Linked DNA regions of Neogale vison: region 2 is linked to region 1. Evidence: chromatin contacts called from public Hi-C data. All regions are on one chromosome and are shown on one strand. The core of a region is the stretch at or near the end of the contact, and the rest is flanking DNA. Distances in the headings are between cores, read along the strand shown.

What was found. Hi-C and Micro-C count contacts between places; a contact is called where the count stands out from the background.
Region 2: a contact with region 1 is called in a Hi-C map of muscle, with 6 times the contacts expected there. The contact joins the promoter of MXD3 here to the promoter of PDLIM7 in region 1. A contact is called at or near these places in 2 of 3 Hi-C or Micro-C datasets (fibroblasts and muscle).

The regions. Positions count from the first base shown.
Region 1 is chr1:251,332,649-251,339,422 of ASM_NN_V1, forward strand. It overlaps PDLIM7 (PDZ and LIM domain protein 7), which reads left to right and starts at 3,394. Exons shown (of 13, transcript XM_044228527.1): 1 at 3,394-3,460; 2 at 4,417-4,523. The coding sequence starts at 4,428.
Region 2 is chr1:251,498,932-251,505,881 of ASM_NN_V1, forward strand. It overlaps MXD3 (max dimerization protein 3), which reads left to right and starts at 1,646. Exons shown (of 6, transcript XM_044228744.1): 1 at 1,646-1,804; 2 at 2,084-2,189; 3 at 2,874-2,903; 4 at 3,028-3,142; 5 at 5,780-5,963; 6 at 6,047-6,543. The coding sequence starts at 1,735. The coding sequence ends at 6,162. It overlaps PRELID1 (PRELI domain-containing protein 1, mitochondrial), which reads right to left. Exons shown (of 5, transcript XM_044228756.1): 5 at 6,795-6,950.

The DNA.
Region 1 (6,774 bases), core at 2,144-4,643:
GCCATAAAGCACGCTGAGGCCAGGAGGTTTCCTAGTCCCATTGGCTGCAGCAAGGACCCCTCCGCCCTATGGTGACAAGCCAGCCCTTGACAACTCAGCAAATCCTAGGACACTGAAGGTTACCCAGAGAATTAGGGTCATGGCCAGAACTAGAACATAGGACTCTGGGTCTCTTTTCTGGCATGCTTTTTTATTACAAATCTAAGACTCTTTGCTTTATGGCAGTTTTTGTGAGAATCCAACCAATCTGTAAAACAAAGTCTTTGCAAATCTTAAGGATTCTAAGACCTTGCCCTGGAGCTGCACGTGTCCTGGACACTAGGGGGCACTGTGTCCTAGCCTGGGGCCTGTTTCTCCCCTTGGGCTGCCTTTGCAGGGAATACTGGTGGCTTCATCTAGGCCTTAGCCTTGCACAGCCAAGGAATGGGACCCTGGCGTCCTCTGCTGGAGGACTGCCAGGAGCCCCAGGCTGCCACTTGTTCCTTTACTCATTTGCTGTTTCACTTTCTCAATCCTTCCTTCATCTCTTCAGTCACATCCACTGTGTACACACTGGGGAAATGGTGGATAAGAGAGACAAACCCCTGCTCTAATGGGACTCCCACTGTAATGAGAACCAAGGGCAACGAAGAAACAAGCACCTAGGGCGCCTGGGTGACTCAGTGGGTTAAGCCTCTGCCTTCGGCTCAGGTCATGATCCCAGGGTACTGGAATCAAGTAACACATAGGGCTCTCTGCTCAGCAAGGAGCCTGCTTCTTCCTCTCTTTCTCTCTGCCTGCCTCTCTGCCTATTTGTGATCTCTGTCTGTCAAATAAATAAAATCTTTTAAAAAAGAAAGAAAGAAACCAACACCTAATATAATGTCAGGGGGTGTTAAGTGCTATGGGGAAAAATAAAACAGGGTAAGGGGCTACACGCCCAATGTGAGTGACATGTCAAGGGGCTATTGTTTTAGATAGGGTGAGCAGGGAAGGCAGACCTTTTGGAGGAGGCAACAGCTGAGCAAAGATCTGAACAAAGTGAGAGAGCCTGTTGTTTAGGTAGCAGGGGAAACTGTTCCAAGCAGAAGGAGGTACAAGTACAAAGTCCCTGGGGCAGGAATATGCTTGACGTGCTGCAGGAACAATGAGGAGGCTGGAGTGGCTGGGGTAGAGTGAACAAGGAGGGGAGCGGTGGGAGGTACACTCAGCAAGGAGGGGATCAGTGGGAGGTAGACTCAGCTTATTAATGTCATGTACATCTTAAGGACCTTAGTTTTATTTCAAGTGCAACATGAGCTTACTGGAATGCTGAAAGCTGAGTGTGATGTGGTGTGATTTTTGCTTAAAAAATGTCACAGCTGCTGCATGGAGGTTCCGGGTTAGGTAAGGGTAGAAGCAGGAAGATCTTTTAGGAGACCGTTAAGGTGTCCAGACACAAGACGAATGGCTGGAACAACAGTGGCAGCGGTGACCAAATATGGAACATATTCTGAAGGTGGAATTTGTAGAATTTAGGGTATAACAGAGAAAGGAAGGATAATGTCATAGTTTTTTAGTGAATCAGGTGGATGAATGGTGATGTCATTTACTAAGGTGAGGAAGAAATTAGGGAGGTGGAAAATCACAAGTTTAAATTGGGATATGATTAGTTGAGGTATCTGGTAGACCTGTAAACAGAGGGTGGATACGATGTTCTATAACAGAACCTGGAATTTTGGGAAGGGGGGTCAGGACTGGACATATAACGTGGGAGTCCTTGGCACATAGATGTTACTGATAATCACAGGACAAGATGGGGTCCAGGCGAATGAATGTAGTGAGGGAACATTTCATGGCCATGTTGGGAGGCAGATGCAGGGCTGTCAAGGGAGGTGGAGAAGGGATAATCAGTGTCAGGAGGAGGCATGAAGCCAGGGGCAAAGGGGAAGGCACCTGGGCCTGTGCTACTCCCACGCAGGGTAAAAGGAAAGCTGACAAATCACCATTGACTTGATAACTTGGAGATCACTGGAGACCCCGAAAAGAGGGAATTAATTTAGAGGGCTGGTGGAATCAAGGGCCCGAGTGGAATGAGTCCAAGAAAGAGCAGGAGGAAAGCAAGTGCAGTTGTCTATAGCAAGGGCAGTTGTCTATAGGGCTATAGACAACTCCTTTGAGAAACTGTACTCTCAAAAGGACAGAATAAGGGACACCTGGCTAAATCGGTTAAGCATCTGCCTTTGGCTCAGATCATGATCCCAGGATCCTGGAATCCTGTATCCTGGGAGTCTGTTCAGTGGGAGTCTGCTTCTCCATCTCCCTCCCAGCTCGCTCTCTCTCTCTCTCTCTCTCAAATAAATAAAATCAATTTTTTGAAAATGGAGTAAAATAGAAGAGCAATAATTGGAGGGGAGGTGGGGTCAAGAGAGGATTTCTTTAAAGGTAACTCTTACAGCAGTCTATGTAGTGAGGGAAATGATGCACAAAAGAGGGAAATGTGATGATGGCAGAGGGGGGAGAAGAGCAGCCCCGTGCCCTAGAAGGAACAGAGGGGTAGATGCCTATTCACTCAGCCACACACTGCTGTTTCTGCTCCATTTCCCCTGCCACCTGTGCTAGCTGCCTGAGATGACCACTAGGGACAAAGTGAGGTCTCTAACACCTCTGCTAGAGTCACTCACTCTCTTACATCCCCACTGCAGGCGCTGCCTTCTCTGGAGTGGGGTACCAGGCAACAGAACATTTCAACAGTGTGGAGTCATTACAAAGCAAAGGGATGTTGACTGCCTGGGGTCAGGCTCAGATTCCAGCCAGGGTCCCCTTCCAATTCTGTCCTCTCTTGCCATTATTTTCTGCCGTCTGTAGAGTTTTACAAACCTAACTTCAAGATCCCCTGTCCCCATCCCAACTAACTCCACCTAGAGGTGTTGCACACCCGCAAGTCCCTCCGATCTAGAAATTCTGGAGACGCCGATGACTTGCACCCTATGCCAAACAATGCATATCCTCACGATGGACCTGCAAGGTTAGTATTATTGCCCCATTTTTTCCGAGGAGGAAACAGATTCAGGATGTCCAGGTCCGCTTGGTTTCGAAGGCCGCTTTCTTTCTGTTCGGCCAGAAGGAGGCGCAAGGGGCTGGGCGAGCTTCTCGCAGGCTCCCAAACGAGTTGACCTGAAGCCCAGTCCCCGCCCACATCCCGTCCAGACCCCGCCCAGGCTCCGCCCCGCCAAGGGTGTCCCCGGCAGGCCAGACCTTCCAGCTCAAAGCAAAACGGGACTTCGTGATTGGGCGGGGCAGAAGGATTGGGTGTGGCTTCCCTGTCGTAGAGCAGCCGCTCGCGGGCGTGACTTTAACGGGGCGTGGCCTATGGTTCCGCCCCCTACCGCGGGCTCAAAGCGGGCGGCGGCGGCGGGGGCGGGGTCAGAACACTGGTGGTGGATCCCAACGAGGCACTTTGGGGCCAGCCACCGAGCAGCGCCTCGGCGGGGCCGAGCAGGTACTGGCGACCGCGCGGGCGTCTCGGGCTGGGCCAGGCTGAGGGCAAGAGCCTGCTGGGGACCACGGAGGGCAATGGGGTCCGGGCCAGCGCTGCGCTTCCTCTAGCGAACTTGGGCCCCTGCCTCCGCCCCCGCCCCCGCCTTCCTGCGGCGAAGCCGGCTGCGGCAGAGCAGATTGGCGCCTGCGCTGCTTCCTGCGCCCGGGACTCGGCCAATGCATGGGGCCCGGGCGGCGGACGGGGGAAACTGAGTCACGTCCGGATGCTACTAGGCCTGTGTAGGAGGCGCCACCCCAGCTGGGCTCCAGGATGAGTCCCCTATCTGGCCACGCTTTGGGGTCCTAGCCCTCACCGATTTCCGCAGGGGCCACGGCCCCGCCCGGTCTTTCCCAGCGCCCGGGGGTCGTCATCAGCCTCGACCCGTCCGGGAATGGCTAGGACCCGCTCCAGCCGCCTCCCTTTCCACCCCTCCCCCTCGCGTCCCGAGCCCCTGTGTGCTCCCTCCGCTGGCTCCGCAGTGTCAGCTTACACGCCTTATATAGTCCGAGCAGGCTTCAGCGCGGCCTGCCTGTTGGGACCTGGGGGCGGGGGAGAGGAGCGCCCGGCCCCTGACTCACCCGCAGTCTGTCCGAGGCTTAAGGCTGGCTTGGGGGGAGCCCGTGTCAAATTAGCCCTGCGGCCCATTTGTGCATGATAAGAACCTCAAGGCTGAATAAGGGGAACCCCTCATCATCTCAGTCACTGGGGGAGGGGAGTTGCCCCTGCCTTCCCAGAATGAGGTCTGCCAGCCAGAAACCCAGCCACACCTGACAAGGTGCCCGCCTACAGGGGCCCTGGCTGTGTCAATGGCTGCTCGGCTGCTCGTGCCTTCCTGGCACCAGTCCACAGCTGGTGTCCAGAGCTGGGCCTGCCTGCTCCCCCATCATGGTGTCCACTCACCTTTTCTTTTCTCCCAGGAGCAGGCACCATGGAGTCCTTCAAGGTGGTGCTGGAGGGGCCTGCACCTTGGGGCTTTCGGCTCCAGGGGGGCAAGGACTTCAATGTGCCCCTCTCCATCTCCAGGGTGAGCCAACGTTGGGGGAGAAGCTCCCCCAGGAGTCTTTGGGTGCTCAGGTCTCTGATGGGTGATGGAAGGAGTCTGAGCAGAAGTGAGCCAGGTCCAGTAGAGCAGGAGGTATCTGGCTCCAGAGATGTGGCAGACACCTGCCACAAAGGCTCCCAACTAGGTGGGTACTGGGAGAGGAGCATCCATGGTTCCCCAGCACTGCTCAGTACTTGATGCCGTTCAACAGAACTCCTGGGGCCACCTCTGAGGCCCCAGGGGAGATGCCCATTCTGCAGGAGGGAAGCCTGAGGTCTCTGGGAAGTATCTAAGCTGCTTGAAGGAGCAATGCTTGGAGCTAAATCCCAGCCAGGGCACTCTTGACTGCAGGATCTCACTTCAGCGCCATTGCCACCCAGGGTATAGCAGTTGTCATTCTTTTTTCCCAGATGTGGGAACTCAGGGCTCAGAGAGGTAGAGGGGCCTTTACAGTGATTCCTTGGCAAAGAAGGGCTTGGAATTCAGGCACTGGGATAGTCTGCAGGGTTTTTTTTTGGGGGGGGGGCACTTTCAGCCTCTGTGAAATTTGTCCATCTTCATCCATTGGTCCTATGCGAGATGCAGTGGCCCCTGACCCAAATCAGGGGTATGGGATCTAGGGTTCTAACTTCAGCTTCTGAGCCCCTGCCCTAGAAGGGGTGGAGCTGGGGCTGGCTCCTCCCTGTGGCAGGGGGATTGCCTTATAAGCCCAAGAATGCAACCCCATGCTGGGAAGGCCAGCTGGTGACTAGAGTCCACAGAACTGAAAAAAGCTGGCTGGGGCCTAAACCCCTAAATGCCGTTGGTGGGCCCCTCAGCTGGTGACCACGAGGACATGGCTCCAACTGTAGTAGGGTCAGTTGTGGGATACAAAGAGGGTGCCCAGAGAGAATGAGGCCAGCCCTTAGACTGGTGTCTGTGGCCTGGGGGTCAGAAGGGGGCGGGGACTTCCTGCCCCCACATCCGCCTGTCCAGAGAGGCCCACCCAGGCGCCCACTGGGCAGGCAGCTGTTGGCAGGAAGCCCAAGGCAAGCACAGCCTGGAGGGGGCCAGAAGGTTGTCCAGGCACTGCCCAGCTTGAGAGGGCCCCCAAGGCCAAGTCTGTCTGTGGGAATCGGGCTTGGTGGCCAGGGCAGGCGGGTGGTCACTGTTCTTTCCAGGAACCTTTCTGTGGGATTCCCCTGGAAACTGCCCTGCCAGCTGGGTAGCTTAGGTCTCCTGACTACACAAACCCAACCCTACATAATTGTCAAGCTTTGCTAGCCCTAAAAACATATTCTGTATCCCCCTCTCTGGGAAAGTGCTAGCCCATGTGGCTGGGGAGCTGTAGGCCTTGGCTGGACTCAGACTCAGTTTCTTCATTGGAGGGGATGGGCAACATAATAGCCTGAGGGATGGACTTTAGGATGTGGCCTGTTGGGGGCACTCTGGGTCTGAGCTCCCTTGTCAGCGGCCCTAGCTGTGGGTGGGGCCACAAGCTGAGCCCAAAGCTGGAGTTGGACCTAAGCCCTGGTGGGTGGGCGGGTGGGGTGGTCTTTTCTGAGTTGGGCCAGCCCTTCCCTCTCCCCTGACCCCAGGGAGGAGGGAGGGGCTAGGGCTGGCTGTGGGCCCAGGCCTGGGAGATGAGGTAATGTCTGAGACTTGGGGGTTGGGCTGCTCATTAGAGCCCTCAGGCTGACTCACCCCCACCCTTTGCAGTGTCCAGCTCTCTGGCTTTCCCCCTCCTTGACTCGGGCCTTCTTGTCTCTCCAGCCCCCCACCTCACACCCAGCAGGGTTTTCTCCTGCTTCCCTCTCCACTTCTCTGACCACTCCTCTATCCCTTTTGTGCTTCCTGTCCTCCTCACTCAGGAAAGGAAGTAGTCCCCAGATCCCCACCCCTCCCTGGGAGCCAGCTGCTCCTGCTCACCCCCAAGACCTCTACCTCAGGCTTAGCCCACACATCCCAGGAGCCAGCTTGTGTGGGTAGGGAGTGGCTGGACCAGGTTTCCCTTCTACTGACTCATCATGACCTTGAGTAAGTCACTTCCTTTCGAGATTGTCACTTCTCTATGCTTGTTATAACGGGCTGTTGGATTGAACTAAAAGCGAGAAAGAAGATCTAGGCCCCAGACCCGACCAGGGGTTTAGGGAATTGTTCTAGGTAGGCTGACCTCTGAGTTGGGTCCCAACACTCAGCAGAGGTAGTATATTGTAGTGAAGCCTTCGGGTCAGGGTCAGCCCTGGCTTTGCCT
Region 2 (6,950 bases), core at 396-2,895, 160 kb after region 1:
CAGACCTCCCTGATCAGGACAGATGCTCCTTAGGACTTGCCTTCATGTTGTGTCTTTTCCTATGAGGACCTGTCAAAACTGTAACTCTGTTGTATGTGAGCTCTGCAAAGGCAGCCCTGTCTGGTTTTGCCCATTTTGTATTCTCCAGTCCTGGGCACAGAGCCTGGGGTCCAGGAACTGCTCTGCTACTATTGTGAGTGAGTGGATGAGTGAATGGGTGGACAGTTCCAGGCAGCATTTTGGCTGAGCGTGGCAGTGGTTCCGCTGGGAGTGATTCTTAGAGAAACCCAAAGGTTTTTTTTCCCCTGAGGACTGAACTGCCAAGTATCATGTTTCCCAGGACTGTCTCTTAATAAATAATCTAGTCCCTCTTAGCCATTTCTCACTCAGCCCCCGCCTGGCGATAATGCTCCACCCTGAAACAGCTGCTTTCATCTTCTGGTCTCCACCCTTAGACTCACTGTTCCTGCAGGTGTGGCCACACCTACTGGTGGCTACCCTTAGAAGTCACTGCATATACTTCTGTGGGAGGCTAAAAAGTCGTGTTAAAGAAGTGCTCCTGGACTCAGGCAACCAAGGGGCTCTGTGGGAGGAAGAAACCTGTGTCTGGTTTGCACTGGCCTCAGAAGTCAGCAGCTACAATGTACTGGGCACAGATGGGCAAGGGCTCTGATCCTGTGACAGTGCTGTCGTCACAGGGCTTCCTGAACATACAGGAGGGAGGTCACTTCCCGAGTCATACAGTTGAGAAGCAGCAGGGACAGGAGAGGAACCCAACTCTGTGGGCTCCAGAACCCTGGGCTCTTAGCAAGCTAGTTCGCCTGCTTCCAGAGTATGGCTTGGCTTGGGAAATTGGTACCCTACTGACAGTTTTTGTAGCCAGCAGTAGCTTCCCTGCAGATGACAAGGAGCAGGAGGAGCCAGGAGACTATTCCCCTTCATGACAATAGGAAGCTGAGGCCCAGTACGGGCATACAGGGGCAGATGGCAGGCCGGCGAGGGCACGGACCCTCGAGCGTAGGAGCGGATCTGCGCCCCCTCCCCCGGCGCCTGCGCACTGCAGCTCCGTTCCCCGCCCAACCCCGCCCCGATCGCCCGGGTTTTCAAATTTGAAACCTGCTCCTTTTCCCGCCTGAACGTGTTGACCATCGGAGGGAGAGGGCGGGGCCATACGCAGCCAATAGTGCCTCAGAAGCTCCCAGGCCCCGCCCTGAAGGTGACGGCAGCCAGCCGCAGGAAGCCTGGGGCAAATGGGTGAGGGTGCCCGCTGGCCCCGCCTCTGCGGCGCCCACGTGCAGCGACCGAGCTGGGCCCTCCCGGAGACCAAGGGCCCCCAGAGTACCATTTTAGGTGCAGAGCCTTCGCCATCAGCTTGGGACTGGAAACTGAGACCCTGATACACTTAGCAGCGCAGGATCGTTGAGCAAAATGGGCAAGACGCGGCCCCCTTTAGCACGGGGATTCAAAGGCTGAGCCTGGAACCGGCGCCCATAGCAGCCCCGGGAGTCTGAGGGGGGGGCGAGAGGGGCGGGCTCGAGGAGGTGGTTGGCTGTTCCCTGGCCCCTTTGGGGGAGGGGCGGGGCCAAGGGCTGGGCCGTCCCAGGGGCGGGGTGTCCCAGGGGCGGGTCCGGGTCCCTGTGTTTGTTGCACCGTGTCAGTTACATTGTAACAAAAGTGGTGCAGCCGCTCTTAGGGCCAGCACTCTTGGCCCGCCCGCCGTCAGCTGTCGCCGACATGGAATCCGTGGCCAGCAATATCCAGGTCCTGCTGCAGGCGGCGGAGTTCCTAGAGCGCCGTGAGAGAGGTGAGGAAGAACTCTTGGCGGGTCTCCAGACGGCAACCTCGCTGACACAGGCCTGGGCTGGACTTGGCTCCCAACAAGGATGGCATGCAGGACTTTAAGCAGTAGCCCCGGGGTACCCCGCCCTCAAGTTGTTGTTGGTGGGGGGGGGCCCGGGCTGTCGGACAGGGAGTGGTTGGGGAAATGGCCCTGGCACCAAAAGCCCTTCCCTGACCGTGACTTGTCAGGGGCGCCTGCTGGGACCAGCCCCAGGCTGAAGCGGGCTGGGGCTCTCTCTGGCAGAAGCCGAGCATGGCTACGCGTCCCTGTGCCCGCATCTCAGTCCAGGCCCAGTCTACAGGAGGAGGAAGCGATCCCCCCAAGCTTCTGGCGCGCTGGACAGTGGGCGGTGAGGAAGGCTGGGGATGGTTGGGGGAGGAGGGGGATGGGTGCCATCCCTCATGGGGCCTCACCTTTGCCCACTTCCTCCTTGTTGCTTGTATCTTCTGGGCCAGGTCCCCTAGTCTGGAGGCAATTCAGACCTCTCCTGCCATCTCCTTACTCCTCTCTGTTCATTCACGGACTATTTCTTGAGCACCCTGATGTGTCAGAAACCATAAACTTCAGGGAAAGAAGTGTCAGAAACCATAAACTAGAGAGTTCAGGGTCCTTCCACTCACACTCTTGCACTCTGCATCTCCACTCAATTCCCGTCCCCCCTCCCCCCAGACTTCTCTTTTCTCTTCTCATCCCTTTGCACATGCTAATCCCTCCAATTTTAAAGCCTCTCCCTCCACCACTCTACTTTGGGTAGCATGTTTCTGGCCCAGCTCAACTGTCACCTCTGTTTGAGAAGCAGTTCCTGACTGCTGGTCAGGGGGCCTCGTTTGGACCCCACAACCACTGGGCAGGCCTCTCAGCATTTGGCTTGGTATCTCTGCCTCTGCCGGCGGGCTCCAGTGCTCAAGGCTGGTACAAGGGCCCCACATTAGGCTAGTTTGGGGCCCACATCTCTAGTGGATTTTAAGTCCCTGGGACTGAGGGTGTGGGTAGTAGCTGACGCCCCCTCACCTGTCCTCCCTGGCATTGGCAGGTCTGTGCACAACGAGCTGGAGAAACGCAGGTGAGTCCCAGCTTTGCCCTGACAGCACTGGGCCCCAGGAACCATCTGCCTCTGGCCTTCCCTCCCCTGCTGTCTGGCCAGCAAGGCTAGGCTGGCACTGCCCTCCAGACCCCTTCCCCCGCAGGAGGGCCCAGCTGAAGCGGTGCCTGGAGCAGCTAAAACAGCAGATGCCCCTGGGGGCTGACTGTGCCCGCTACACCACCCTGAGCCTTCTGCGCTGGGCCAGGATGCACATCCAGGTAAAAAGTTCCTGCAGTGCCCTGCAGCCAGCCTTCCAGAATTGTGAGATGTGTAGTGGGGAGGGGCTACGTGCAACTGGGGAGAGAGGCCTAAGGTAATAGCCCAGCAGTGAGACATGGGACAGTTTTCTGTGCTTTTGGCTTCCACTGTGTTAAGTAGGAAAAAAAGCAGAAAACAACTCAAGAGGATTGTTCTGAGGCTTAAGTGAGTTTTCCCAATAAATGTTCATGGTTATTAGGGCTATTATCAATTCAGTCCTAACTGAAGTCACTCAGGCTCTCTGGACTTGGTTTCCCTCTCTCTACAGATGGGTATAGCTGTTGAAAACATTCTGATGTGTTCCATGTCAGGGTCCCTAGGACTGCAGAGGTTTCCGCTTTCCCATCCTTCCAAGGCCTCCAGTTCTGAGCCGTCTATTCTCATGCCATTTTGGGAGGCAGTGCTAAAGGCCAGGAGAGGAGAAGGACAGAGGAAGCCAGTCACTCCTCCTCCCAGCATCCTTCTGTGGCCTGGGCTATGCTCAGTGCCCCCTGGTGGACAGGAGTGGGGTGTGCGGGCTCATGCCCCACGCAGACCCAGATTGGGGGCGGGGGCGGAGCAGGGAACTAAAAGTGGCCTTTCCTGCCACTTTTAGTGGCATTTTCCTGCCCTCCTGACCCTCTTCACAAAGAAATGGGGGCATGGCTAGGCCAAGGACCGAGGTGCACAGCTAATGAGAGGCAGAGTTATAACCCAGGCCCAAGTCTCCTGCCTTGCAGTTTCCTTCAACAGGTGTTTATCAAGCACCTGTTCTAGGTTCCAGGGGCTGTGGCAGATCCCAGATCCATGTGCTATGCAGCAAATCAATCCCAGTGCAGGGACTGTCAGCTCTGCCCCACAGTACCCGCGTTCACTCATTGTGCTGAAGAACACCCTAGCCTGGTAGCTGGCCTGTTTCTCACCTGGAGCTCTCCTGGCCTGATTCTTGGAGAGCTGATGTGTGCCCTGTGGGGACTGGCTGGGCCATGGGCAGACCTGGAGATTGCTCCTTCCTTGAGGCCCTATCACCCCTCCCAAGATAGGGCCCTTGAGGCCCTAACTCCCTGGCCTCCTGTTTTGCCTCTTCTGGGCTGCCCTCCACATTGCCCTAGCATGTAATGTGGAGCACACAGATCTGTCCAGGTTGGTTTCCTGCTGGAAAATTTCCATGGCTCGTGCATGATAGGACAGTCTCAGTTCCTTACTTCCTATGAAACTATAGGCCCTTCACAGCCCAGGTGTTGCCACTGGTCTGCTTTAGATCTCTTTTTTTTTTTTAAAGACAAGAGATATTTATTGAAATCAGCAAACTCAGGTTTTTCGAGCCCCAGCCCATGGTCGCAGTCCTGTCCCTGTCCCCTCTCCCCCATAGCCACAGCACAGGGAATGGAAAAGAGGAAGCTGAGAGAGAAGTCCCCGCCAGGGGCAGACTGCCTCCATGTGTGGGGACGGCAGCCCAGCCGGGGCCCGTGGCCACCGCCACAGGCCTCTCCCTATAAATTAAGTCCCTGCAGCCCCAGCTAAGGGGCGAGGCGAAGGAAGGCCAGAAGGCAGGGTCTCGGACCCCCAGCCAAGGAACAGATTGAGGGCAGAGCTCAGGGCGGAAAGAAGCCAAAGGAAAAGAGAAGAGGTATGGGGCTGCAGGGTGGCAAGGCCCCCCACTTTTGGTCCCAGGAGGAAGGAGGCCAGTTGGTCCAGTTTTGGTGGGTTTGAAGAAGGGAATGTATTAGTAAGCACGGGGTGGGGGGGCCTGCCACCGGGCACCCCAGAGGAGGCAGGCCGGGCCCCCACCCTGGCCAAGGGAGTCTGAGTGTCTTCCCACGCCCTACCAGAGAAGTTGAATCCTCCATGATCTTCCCAGTTTCCCTCTGCTTGGATGCTGCTTCTTGCCCCATCTTTGCCTAGGCAGCTCTTACTCATCTTTCTACACCCAGTACAAATGTCCCCTTGTTCAGTTCTTGTTGACTGAATGTAGGCTTCTGCCCAGCCAGGGCTCTGGTGGGAGAACCCTTGGCACTCCCTAGACCCCAGGCTGGCAGAGTGTGAGGGGGATTAATGCTAAAGTTCTAGGCTTCCTGGGAGGGTCTTAATCAGGAGTCACAAACCTGCAGGCTTTGGTCTGTAGTTTCTAAAAATTTAAATTAGCTGCCAGCATTTAAAAGGATATTTGACATGGAAAAGTCTGACTTTCAGCTTTTCTTAAACTGGGCAATGTGGCGGTGCTAGGCCCGTTAGCATATGTCTGTAACCAGTTAGAACCTAGAGGGGGGCCACCTCCTTGAGCTGTAGGGCCCACTTGCCACCATGTCACAGGCCTCCCCGGTCCCTGCTGCTTGCCATGGAAAGACTCTCATCACTTGATGAGGCCCTGACCGCCCCTGAGACTGGGATGCCCTTCCCAATTCACCCACACCGAGTGCTCACAGGGCATGTACGTGGAACCAGAGGGCAGGCTCCCTGGAGGCTATGGGAGCCACCCTCTGGGGCCCAGATTTAGTCACCCCCGCCTGGAACAGGAAGTCACCAAGTTGGCCACAGTCCACTGTTGAGTGGTGCTGGGGTGAGGCCCGAGCCCCCAGGCAGCTGACCCTGGGCCCTCGCTCCCTTGGGACTTGTAGAAGCTGGAGGAACAGGAGCAGCAGGCGAGGCGGCTCAAGGAGAAGCTGCGCAGCAAGCAGCAAAGCCTGCGGCGGCAGCTGGAGCAGCTCCGGGCACCAGCAGGGCTGGGAGAGAGGGAGCGGCCACGGGCAGACAGCCTGGACTCCTCGGGCCTCTCCTCTGAACGCTCAGACTCAGACCAAGGTGAGTGCCCTGAAGCCAAGGAGTCACAGGGGTGGCGCGGGCTGAGCTGGCCAGGTCTCCTGACTGGACCCCTCCCTGCACAGAGGAGGTGGAGGTGGACGTGGAGAGCCTGGTGTTCGGGGCCGAGGCTGAGCTGCTACGGAGCTTCAGCGCGGGCCAGGAGCACAGCTATTCACATGGCAGTGGCACCTGGCTATGACCTTCACCGCCCCAGAGCAGGCCTCCACCCACAGACTGCCCTTGGCTCTGAGGGAGGAGCCCACCACCCCCCAAGCCTCAAGGGCTGCTTGGAATGGACTAAAAGGACCCTTACGTGGGAACAGGTGCCTGCCCCCCACCTTGCCGCTGGCTGCTGGCAGTCCCTCCTTGGGGAGGGGTGCCTGGGTTTCCCCTGAGCCCTGCAGGGGAGGCAGCTTGGGCCTAGGCCACCCTTCCAGGCCTTTTTTTGTAGCACTTGGCTCTGCTGTCCCCACGGAGGGGCAGGAAGCCTCTTGGGCCCTCACATTCCTTCCTAGAGAAGGCCCCCTGACCTTTATCCCAGATACTGTACAGTATTTTCATTAAAAGCCTCTTTACTAACTTCCTGTCCATGATCTTGCCTGATGAAAATGGGGAACTCCCCGTCACGGACAAACTGGAAAAGAGGAAATGAGATCAGTAGCCATTACTGACACCGTGCATCGTACCAGGCAGTGTCCCTTTAATCATCAGAGCGGGAGGCTGCTCCGTTTCACAGGTGGCACTGAGTACGAGACTTGCCCAAGGCCCAAAGCCAGGAAAGTATGGAGTCAAGGTTCCAACGAAGTTTTCTGACTCCAGAGCTAGGGCTCATTGAATTCAACAACTATTTATTGAGTGCCTGTAATGTGCTAGATACTGTTCCAGATACTTGGGACACATCAGAGAACATGACAAAGGTCCCTGCCCTCATGGAGCTTACAGTCTGGCGCTTCCTAGCCCTGTACCTGCAGGCTGTCTGGGACCGGG